Linked DNA regions of Hordeum vulgare: regions 2 and 3 are each linked to region 1. Evidence: chromatin contacts called from public Hi-C data. All regions are on one chromosome and are shown on one strand. Each heading gives the region's core, a stretch centred on a gene start, on an enhancer-like site or on the middle of the called end of the contact. The rest is flanking DNA. Distances are from core to core; before and after follow the strand shown.

Region 1 (3,720 bases), core at 893-3,392:
AGGAGCATGATGGGATCTTGACCTGTTTGGGATTTTATTTTTTCTTCAGAAAACTAGTAGGAGTAAAAGACAAGCGCGTAGGTGGTCAAATCACCCGTGAAACGGTAAGCCCGGTCGCCAAATATGCGGGCAGATTGCCGATGAGAGCTCTTTCCTTCTTGACTAGACTGGAGAAGTAGAGTAGGGGGAACGCATTGGAGCGTGTAGCTATCGATCGATCCAACAATATTTCCACTCTTTTTTGAGGACCTAATGATCGATCCAATATTATGATGTGCTGTGCAGCCCCACTAGCAGCGTCCCACCGATCGGGACCTCCGTGACACGTGTCCGGTGGGTGCGATTATTCAGCCATAATTAAAGTGCTTTGCGCGAAAGCTAGTAAGATAAAACACCACTAGTGCTACTGCTAGCTATCTAATCTAGGGCACTCGCACCGCTCTTTTGTTTGCGCACCTTCTCTCTCTCCCGATCTTTTTAGTTGGGTGCACTCCACACTCGCCTACCGGATTTGTTTTGCTCGTCTCCAATGTCATCATCCCTAATCCAAAAATCTAGTCACCCGCGATGCTAAAAGGGGAACATAAACATCTAGTGCAGTACGTACTATTCCCCCCTGCTGCCTAAGCTTGCTTTCAGGACGTTTCTCCCTCTAGCTAGATTGTCTAACGCTTTGGTGAATCCAGATTTCTGTTCGTGCTCATCTTGGAAGGAAGCATCTCTTGTAGTAAGTTGTAACTCTATCGATCGTCTAGTAACATAGTTTCATGGAAAGAAAAGAAGGGTTTGATTGCGTGTGTAGTAACAACTAACAACAAGTATACTACTCACCATTCGCGAGGTCGAGCATGAAGTCGGCCGGGTTGACGTGGAAGCCCGGCGCGAAGCCGACGGAGGCGAAGTAGTCCATGGCGTCGCGGCCGGGCCCGTGGTACATGCAGCTGCCCTCGGAGAGCAGCAGCACGGAGTCGAAGGCCCGGTACACGCGGCTGGACGGCTGGTGCACGGATAGCACCACCGTGCGCCCCTTGCGCGCCAGCGCCGACAGCGTGGCCACCAGCCGGGACGCCGCCGTGGAGTCCAGCCCGGAGGTGGGCTCGTCCAGGACCAGCAGGCTCGGGTTCACCAGCAGCTCGTGCCCGATGCTCACGCGCTTCCGCTCGCCGCCGGACACGCCGCGCACGAACGCGTTGCCCACGATCGTGTCCGCGCAGGTGCCGAGGCCCAGCTCCGCGATCACGGCGTCCGCGGCGGCGAGCTTGGCGGAGGTCGGGGCGGACGTGGGGAGGCGCAGCATGGCGCAGAAGGCGAGGGTCTCGCGCACGGTCAGGTGCGGGTGGAGGATGTCGTCCTGGGCGACGAACCCCGTGCGGCGCTGCACGGCGCGGCACGGGGCGCGGCCGCCGGTTAGGACCGTGCCGGAGTAGCGGCCGGCGAGGCGGCCACCCAGGATGGACAGGAGCGTCGACTTCCCGCTGCCGGACGGGCCTAGCACGGCCAGAACCTCGCCGGGTCGCGCCTCGCCGGTGATCCCCTTGAGTATCGTCCTCTCCTCAACAGAGGCCGACAGGCCGCCGGCGGCACCGCCACCACCACCACCACCGGAGTGCGATATCCTTCCCGGCGGCTCCTTCGCCGTCCTCTCCACCTTGACGCGGTACGCCACGTCGATGAACTGCAACACACCATCAAGCCAAGCGCACGCCCAACGTCATAAACAAGTCGGCGACCCAAAGCTCAAGCCGTGCACAATCGGCCATGCATGCAGCTCCGTGCGTACTACAGTAACAGTACGTACCTGGAGATTCAGCGGCGTGCAGACGGACGTCAAGAAGCAATCCATCTTGGACGGCGGCGCCGGCGCGGCCGTAGCGGGTGAGACTAGGCCGCCCCCGCCATGCACGCTCTGCCCGTTGGGAGGCATCGCGATCGCTGCTCGAACTTAATTCTGCTCCGATATGCTACTCGCCAGACGATCGGCGGTATGAGACCAGCTGGCGGCAAAGAGGGAGTGGAAATCTGACGGCGAGACGAGCGAGTGGTGGTTGGCGCGAGCTTGATCGAGCCTAGCGGGATGGTGGTGGTGGTGATGGATGGAGTATGAGAAGATCGAAGGGGGTGTGGGAGGTTGGAGGGGTATATAAAGGGGGAGGAGGCTATGGCACATGGACATGGAGGTGGTGAGGGCCACGTCACCGGCGCAGGGGACGCGGCACGTGGCGGGAGGGGCACGGCGAGTGGAGCGGCGGGCCCGCCGGCGGTGGTGTGCTGCTGCTTTTGGCGCGCGGCACCCCATGCCCCCCCCTCCCCTCCCCTCCTTTATGGTTGGACCGGCGCCGCTCCGGTGGGGTCGCCGTGGAAGGGAAGAGAGCGAGCAGAGCACAAGTTGCTGCTGGCTGTTTGGTTCAGGGAATCCAAGCAAGGGAGGAGAGAAAAGCGCGCGAGAAGATGGTGGGCTTTGGTGCGCGAGGTGGCATCAGCAGAGCGCGCCTGTGCGTGTGTGCGCGCCCCACCACAGGCATCACACACACCCCTGCCCGGACCTCCTACTGTGCCGGGGCGGTTAGTACGAGTATTAACTAAGCCGCGCCGCTGATTTTACAAAGTGGCTCTTGACTTTTCCCGATATCTTCGCTTGTCAAATTGCTGTTTCTCAGTCAAGTGAGCCGTTGGGCATCGTCAAGCGCAATTCTACACACATCATTGTGCGCAGTTAGGTCTAGAAATGCAATGCTTGGTAGTTGCATATTTTATTTTCAGAGTCTGGTTTTGTTAGTCCATTTTGACAATTTGGTAGTTGCATATTTTGCCGCAGACGGACGGTGTTAGGGCATCTCCAATACCGACCCTCAAATTGCTCACATTTTATGAGAATAACCGTGAAAATCATTCTACACACTTCTGTATCTGTACGTTGGGTGGTGCGGAGCATAATTTCTTCGCAAACTTGAACGAAATATGGGAGGATTTTGCGGGAGTCCACACACGAGGAAGGTCGGACTCCGACCCCCCCCCCTCCCACCAAAAAGGAGAGCCCACACTTTTGTAGCAACCTGTACTATTTCCGTGCCAAAACCCCGGGTTAGGATCCTCTGAAGTACTGTATGGTACAGTAAGGTCACTGTCATGTGGGACCTGGCCCCATATGTCATCCGCACTACAGCATCATACGGTACTGCAGAGGATCTCAACCCCAAAACCCCCACTCCCTTCTTCCATCTTCGCTGCTCTTCATCCAATTCCCACCCTTTTCATCCACCTCTTCTTTCTTATGCCGCCGACGCTTGGAATCGAAGAAGAACCTACCAGAGATGGAGGTGACAGAGGTGTCAAAGGATCCGAGCATCCTGCCCGCCCGAAAGATCAGCTTGGTACGCGGCAAACTCGTCGCGTCAAAGCGAAGGCCACAAACAAGGAGAAGCTCAAGAAGCTTATGGATGTTGGTGGGCGTGGTGGGTGTGGTGGTTGTGGTGGGCGTAACAACGGAGGCCGCGGTGTTTAGACGGGAGCGCCCATAGTACATACGAGGCAGTGGCCGGAGCATTACAAGCCTCTGTACTGCTATACTGCCAAGAAGCTCGGAACCGTCGGTGCCTTACAGTATTGACATAAATGCGGTGTCGCTCTTCTCCGAGTGTTCTTCGCGGCAGCTTGTCTCGGCTCGAACGACGAATGAGGAGCAGATGGGTTCCTGCATTCTCTTTGCTACAATGCCTAGAC
Region 2 (3,720 bases), core at 668-3,167, 360 kb before region 1:
CATGACGTCGCCGTTATGCCGAGCACATCCCTTTGTCGCCTCAACAATTACATTACAGTATGTAAATATGTACTTTGCACACCTCAAAGTCGACCGTGGGCATGCACACGAAACAGGGAGGGACGGGGAAAGGGCAAAAGGCATGTGAAACGCAGCCGGCAAAGGCAAACCTTAGGAAGAAGACTTCAGTTTTAAAAAAGACCTAATAGGAAGGAAGAAGACTGGAAACGAAAGACACGCACGCTCCTCCCTCCCAGTCAGTCCTATCCACCACCACCCAGGCCAGGCACGCGCAGAGCCGGCCAGCCACCAACCGCGGCAAAATCAAATCACAACGCCTCACCACCTTGCCTCTCCCTCCCCTCTCCTCTCAAGTCTCTACTCTCTAGTAGTCCAGTCGTCCACTAGTACCCACGCACCAACATTGCACTAGGACGACATTTGGACCGCTCCTCAAGTTAACCGATTCAATGCACAACGCTCTATTCTTCTGCACAGCATTATTCGCGGAAAAATAGCAAGGCGCAGTTGATTTGGTGATGATGAGTACGGCGCTCCTGTCCCTCAAGAAAAAAAAAAGTAGTACGGCGCTCCTGTCCCTCAAAAAAAAGTAGTACGGCGCTCCTGTGTAGGAATGATAATTATGTTGCGCGTACGCACATTCAATGGGCCGGTTTAGTTTAGCGGCCAGGCATCAAATGCATTCCTTTTGTTTAGGGGACCTTTTTTTTTATTTAATTGTTTAGGGGACCTTTCGTTCCGCTACCACTAATTGGTGGTTGATCTTTTTTTTTTCTGAAGCACCAAACCGTAGAACAATTATTTTACGATGATTTCCATTAATTTATTTATATTGGAGGTTGATCTTGAATCCGGCAATGCACAACGAACAGTACAGTGAATTCTAACTTCCGTTTTCCCCGCAAATATTTACGGTGTCTATAAGATATGAAACAACTAAATAATTTTCTTTCTTTCCCTGCAATTATTTCCTAGCGACGGCTGATCTACGTTGCTTTCCATCTCCTCCACCTCCAAACATAAATGCCATGAGAAGCAGAAGCAAGAGGAAGATTCAGGGACAAATCCCATCATACGCCCCTGAATGCAGTACGTACATCATACGTTCGTAGGTTTGTCGAAACCGGATTCTGAGTGTACGTATATGGCAAGAAAGAAGGCAACCAGCTAGCTAGCCTTGCATCTCACTCGTCCTCCCTTCTACGGATAACCATTATTACATACGTGTACGTGCCACATGTCACCCACCGCATAAGGCCCAAACCGTACATCGTGTATATGTTATGTGCGGTACGATCTTATGCGAGCCCACCGCAGCACTTCAGTGCGGTGCAATTGAAGCAAGCCTTCGCAAGGGCACGCATTCACATTGTTAATTTCTCTCATCAGCTGAAGACAGAGTTAAGCTATGTACTAGCACATGTATAGTTAGTTATTAATTACCCCTTCCTAACATTGTTAATTTGTCCATTAGCTCGAAATAGACGCTAAGTCATCTGTATATGTTTAACATATATGGTAGGACTACACCTACTAATCAGATTGGGGGCGAAGATGGCGAAATTAAACTATTTGTATGCTGCAGAAATTAAAGGCCCGCGTGCAGGATTAGGGAATTTAGGAAATAGATAGTGCTGGAGAGGACAAGTTGGAAACCAGCACGGTGTCTTTGTTTGGTCCAAACTAGTGCGAGTATAACCATAAAATACACCTGGAATTTAATCTGTGTGCATGGACCTCATTTAATTTTTTACGTAGAAAGGAAGCTGCATGCATCCCATCCGGGCCTGCCTTACATAATTTTGTATCAAGAATTCGCACGAATACCGCACCTGCTTTGCTTTAGTGAAAATTGTGCTGCCGTGCCTACTCTGAAGAAATAATGTTTTCAGGTTGGAAATCAGAGGCACTATCCGCGGCATTCAACGGACTTGTAAGCAGCCATTGGTTGATCATTTTATAATAACGAATCAACTTTGCAAATAAAAATTAAAATGGAGAACCCTATCCCTTAGCAGCCAGAAAAGAGAGAAATGGAAAAAGGAAAAGGAGATACAAATAAAAAAGGACAGACGAATAAGACAGTACATGTAATTTTGAAAAACGTAAGGGTCTCAAACGCTAATGGCTCCACCATGGTGACTACTGAGTGTACGTATTTATCTGCCCCTTGCGTTGTTGTGTCCCCGCCTTGCCCACACTCGGCTACCATCCAGCTAGCTACCAGCCTCCTCTCTCGTTCCCATGACGACACGGGCGCAACCACCACTGCCGACGCAGGCTCACCGGCGGCAGCGCGCAGCCTCCTACTCGTCTTCGTCGTCCTCGTCGTCGTCTTTCTCCACGGCCTCCTCCGCCGCCTCCTCGCCGTCGCCGTCCCCGCGCACCACCTCCATCCCCTTCTCCTGGGAGCACCACCCGGGCATCCCCAAGAACCACTCCTTCCTCCGCGGCGCCGCGGACCCTGCTGCCTCCCCGTCCGCGCCGCTCCCGCTCCCGCCGCCGATCCGTGCGTCGCCCTCCCGACGCCGCGCCAACCGATCGGCGCCGGGCGCTCCAGGCGCCGCCGACCCCTTTGCCGCCGCGCTGGCAGAATGCACCAGGGAGCGCACCAGCGCCATCGACATCGACGCGCTGTTTCCTCCTAAGCCGGCGTCGGCCGTCCGCGCCGGGCCGCGGCGGTGGTCCATCGCCACTGGCGGGGTGGTGGGATTGCTGGACCTGTACGGCTGCAGGAACGCCATGGGCGTCGCCGAGGGCGCCTTCGTGGTACGCCGACCGGTGGGGGCCGTCGGGCGGGCGGGCCAGGGCCGCGCTGGCCGGCCCGGCAAGAGATAAGGGCCCTCCCGATTTCTGAGATCCATCAAGTGTGTGTGGGCTCAGCCAGGTACATAAATAATGGATGTGAGCAGCGAGTGGTGGGAAAATATCGAAAAGAAATCTCACCTTTTCTTTTCTTTTCGTTTGCGTGTACTTTGATGGTAATCTCAATTCAGCTATTTAGTGGATGTGATCCATACCTACATTTGAGAAAAAGTGATATAGCAACCGATATATCTTATATGGCTTTTTTATATATACTACTCCCTCCGTCCGAAAATACTTGTCACGGGTATGGATATATCTAGATGTATTTTAGTTTTAGATACATTTATTTTTATAAATTTCCATGACAAGTAATTTCGGACGGAGGGAGTATATGTCAATAATGTGTTTTACTGCCATTTTTAAGTAGTCCAGCTTTTGCAAAATTTTAGGTGTTTTTAGCACTAGATTTTTTTTTTTGAAAGTGCCATAGGGAGTTATTTTTTCACAATTGCAGGGTTACAATCCTCTATTACAAGCTGTTCGATACATAAGTTTTTGGGGCAATGGGCAAACATGCATATGTTCTGCTAACGAGAAAGTTTCTGGGAAGAAACTCCCTATAGCAGTAGATAAACTTTGAATCCTAAGATAAGATGACGATAAGCTGACTTAGCTAGGCCGTTGTCAGTCACGAAGGCTAAGGCGGATGTAGAATCCGCCAGTAATCATCATGCGGTTTTTTTTTTCCGGAGGATCATGTGGTGTTGTAAGACCAACTCCACCGCATGACCCCAAACATACCGTTTGGGACGGCAATGAGTTCATCCATGACCGCTTCTGTTCGTTGGATCGTGCGTGCGTTCACCGCGCGGACGCATCCCAAATCATGTC
Region 3 (3,720 bases), core at 600-3,099, 310 kb after region 1:
TGCATATGTGTCGCGCAACGAAAACCGTTAATGTAGGGGGCACATCAGATGTTTTGCATAAATTGAAATTGTAAAATATTTTTGGTATTTCAATGTGGATTACATTCAAACCAAAATGAGCGAACAAAAGCACTAAAACATGTATATATTAGAAAAAAAATTGTTAGAATATTTTTATAATGTGGAACAGAGCAAGTACTATATTCCATAAAATCATTGTGAAATTTCTGGTTGCAAACATGGCACCGTGTGCTGCACATGCCTTGATATTTGACTAGAATTTGAATGGAAAATGCGAATGGACTCTCCTTGTTTAGACGTCTAGTTAGTTGTAGGTAGTGTAAGATTAGTCATAGTGGGATATTGCAATTTCAATGGTTTGACTACGTACTAAAGGTGAGCTAACTAGCTAGCTAGCTATATGTAAAAGTAGGTGACTGACCTCGTCGGTTACGTGGCCCATTTGATAGTGAAGCACGCTTGCTTGCTACAGGTAAGTCAGCACTTTAATCAGCTAAGCATATGAGGAATCTAGGTGCACAAAATGGCCATGATCGTATCTGCAAGTTCAGTGTATATTTGGGTCCTCCATATTGCCTTATGTGGGGCAAATAATTCAATGATTAGTCGCATTCCATGCATGGTCATCGTCACCAGCACTTAAGATACTAATCTGCATAATGCTATAGCTTAAGTCAAGGTAGCTAGCTCTAGGCAGCTACCTACATAGTACTATATGTGCATGCATTTGTCAAAACTTGAGCGATCTAGACAATCAATTGACAAGGATATGCTCTCATATAACATGTGCTCCCTCTTTCTACAATACTTGAAGTTCTGGTTTTGTTCTACTCTTTAAGCTTGACTATATATAGAGTACAACACAAAATCAAATTCATTTGATTCATCTGAAATATAATTACATATTACACATATTTTTTGGATATTCCAGGCACTAGCGTTTTTTTTTTCTATAGATTGATCCAACCTTTTTTTTACTGAGAACAAAGCTGCAACTTCAAATATTTGAAACGAAGGGAGTATGCATTTAGCTGCATGTCGGGCAGTCACATATCGTGCATTCATGCATGCATGGAATTAATTGCCGGAATAAGGTTAGGCCAAAGGCATTTGCATAGTTGAAGAGTCCAAAATACCAGCACACAACCACTTACTTTCAATGGGACATGAGTTATGCAGTCCTGACTAAATCATTCTATTTTCTTACAGATTTTAAACTATTATTTTCTTAGTCCATTAGTACTGGTATATTCATTTTCCACAAATCCGAAACGTGACGAAAAACTAACTACGCTCGCTAGCTCTAAGATCCGAATGAAAAGCAAAAATACTGTGTTCCACTAGATGGCGGCCAGCTAGCAACGATATATACGGTTTGAGAATATTAAGGACATTTGGGTGGACGCCTGAGAATATATTTTGGAACAATGATCGGACCTGCAGGACGGATAAACAGTTGCTGTCCAGGTGACGAAAATTGAACAGGAGTTGAAGAAAAAGAAAAGCCGGCACAATTCATCTCACGCGTCAGGAATGATGCTATCGCCGGGGAATCCCAGCCCTGGCTAGACAGCTTACATGTCATGCTTACACGCTAAGTGCTCCTCCTGATTGTGCTCTTGTTTTTGATGGCCATAATCATTGGTGGGTCGATATATATGCGCTGATCCTGACATGGATAGATGCTATACCTTACACGTTGCATGTAGGAGGTTCGTCTTTCTTTCCAAGCCGCTTATAATTGACTCACGACATGTAGCCATCCTCCAAAAAGCTGCTTTCTTTTTCTCCCAGCCTGGCTGGCTGGCTGGCTACCTCTATCACATTTCTCCCTCTTCTTTGTGTGTTTCCTCTGTCTACACACTAGCTAGCTAGTGCAGCGACACATGCAAATGCGAGATATGATCGAACTGTAGTCAGATCTCTGATAGATTCACATAATTGGCTGCCGGTTTTTGGACAAGATATCTCTCATAATTGGGGGGAACCTAATTGGGGTGGTGCACTATTTGGGAGATCTTTAGTACTGTTAAGATACCAGAATTTAATCGCATGCTGTATACATTCAGGTAGGCAAGCAGGAGAGCTGGATGGGCGCACCCGTGTTGAAGTCGAAGACTAGAGAGAAACAGAATAAATCACACCGTGGGATATCATCTTTGCTTGTACTAAATCAACGACATTAATAGAAATTGATGGGAGTATTCCACAGATGAAAATCAGGTATTGAGAAAGTTGGGCCGAAAAATCAGGTCCAATAGATTCCTAATTACGAAAAATACTAATGACCCCCAATAAGGCAGTCCAACTTCAACAATATTTAGTAGAAAATGACCTCTCCGCAATATGAGCCCCAATCATATTATGTCAACGTCGCCCGCCAAAACTCACTGCACCTCCGGGCTGACGACCACCGTGCCGCCATTTCCGCCGTCTTTCGCCCACCCACCGTCGCCGATCGCCGTGCCACTGTCGCCCACCACCTCATTACCACTGTTAATACGGCGCTGTGGTTGCCCGCCCCATGCTGCTGCAATGTACTTTCTCCGTCTCAAAATTCTTGTGTTAGGTTTGTCTAAAAGTAGATATATCTAAATATTAAAACGTGACTAGATACATTCATATCTAGACAAATATAAAACAAGAATTTTGGGACGAAAGGAGTATTACAATACTACCTTGTAAAATCATTCTTACTTTTATTTTATTTTTTAAAACGGAAAAATCGATCTCATCATATGAGTGAAAAGAAAGCATTCATGTTCTGGGAGCCAAACATGGCTGGCCCGCACACCATGGTTGCTGAACCTGATCAGGTGCATGCTGCATGTGCGTGTTTGCCTTTTTCGCTTTGGATGTGTAGCCCTTGCATTCGCAACACGTGGCGTACCACTTTACCCGTGTAGCTCAGTTACTGCTGCACATGGAATGCGTGAGAGCATTTTCAGCAGTCCGGCCCTACATGACTTGAAATAGCGTCTTCTGGAAGACTAAGAGCAACTCCGATGAAACGATCCAAACAAACGGTGATCTTGTCCTCGTTCGCTTTTTATCCGTTTGGATCCACCATCCGTCCGGTGTTCGTCGTGTTTTAGATATGGGTCGACAGCGTCCAACGTGCTGATCCATATATGCCGACGTGGACGGCTGGCCGTTCTATTTTGCATGAATTTACATAGTTTGAATCAAATAACATAATTTGGACCGAATAAAATAGCATAGTTATTACGAGCCGAATAAAAATAAAAATGTCTCACATAGTTCTCACATAGTTTTACAAACGAATAAAAGAAGATAAATTCGGTTGCCAACATGAGCCCACATATGCTCAACAAAATCATTTTGCAGTTGCACGTGAGTTTCCTAATCACACATGTCTTGATGAAATTGGATGAACTGTTCAAACGTTGCCGCTCCTCCATGCTCATGCACAACATTGTCGTCCTGAAACTGAAACCCTTGATCATACAGACGTTCCGGGCGCTCGTCTTCTACGATCATATTATGCATGATGACACAAGCAGTCATCACCTCCCACAGTTTCTGCGTGCTCCAGGTATTTGCAGTATACCGAACGATGCCCCATCGAGATTGCAAAACACCAAAGGCACGCTCGACATCCTTCCTAGCACTCTCTTGTTCTTGGGCAAATCTTTTCCTCTTCTCTCCGACAGGGTTGGGTATTGTCTTGACAATAGT

What was found. Hi-C and Micro-C count contacts between places; a contact is called where the count stands out from the background.
Region 2: a Hi-C map of leaf shows a contact between it and region 1, with 5 times the contacts expected there. The contact joins the promoter of LOC123446172 here to the promoter of LOC123447947 in region 1. A contact is called at or near these places in 1 of 6 Hi-C or Micro-C datasets (leaf) and 1 of 1 datasets of contacts at active chromatin or transcription factors (embryo).
Region 3: a Hi-C map of leaf shows a contact between it and region 1, with 2.9 times the contacts expected there. The contact joins the enhancer-like site here to the promoter of LOC123447947 in region 1. A contact is called at or near these places in 2 of 6 Hi-C or Micro-C datasets (leaf and seedling) and 1 of 1 datasets of contacts at active chromatin or transcription factors (embryo).

Annotation. Positions count from the first base shown.
Region 1 is chr4H:82,730,361-82,734,080 of MorexV3_pseudomolecules_assembly, reverse strand. LOC123447947 (ABC transporter G family member 25) reads right to left here and starts at 2,142. Exons shown (of 3, transcript XM_045124689.1): 1 at 1,799-2,142; 2 at 832-1,675. The coding sequence starts at 1,924.
Region 2 is chr4H:83,088,268-83,091,987 of MorexV3_pseudomolecules_assembly, reverse strand. It overlaps LOC123446172 (translation initiation factor IF-2-like), which reads left to right and starts at 1,917. Exons shown (of 1, transcript XM_045122852.1): 1 at 1,917-3,075. The coding sequence starts at 2,266. The coding sequence ends at 2,859.
Region 3 is chr4H:82,420,725-82,424,444 of MorexV3_pseudomolecules_assembly, reverse strand. It overlaps the pseudogene LOC123450300. Among protein-coding and RNA genes, the nearest start is that of LOC123447947, 310 kb to the left of the region's middle. Within about 2 kb of position 1,849, at least 2 of the 3 cell types and tissues checked have open chromatin away from gene starts, as enhancers often do. A contact at or near this core is called in leaf, where this site is marked.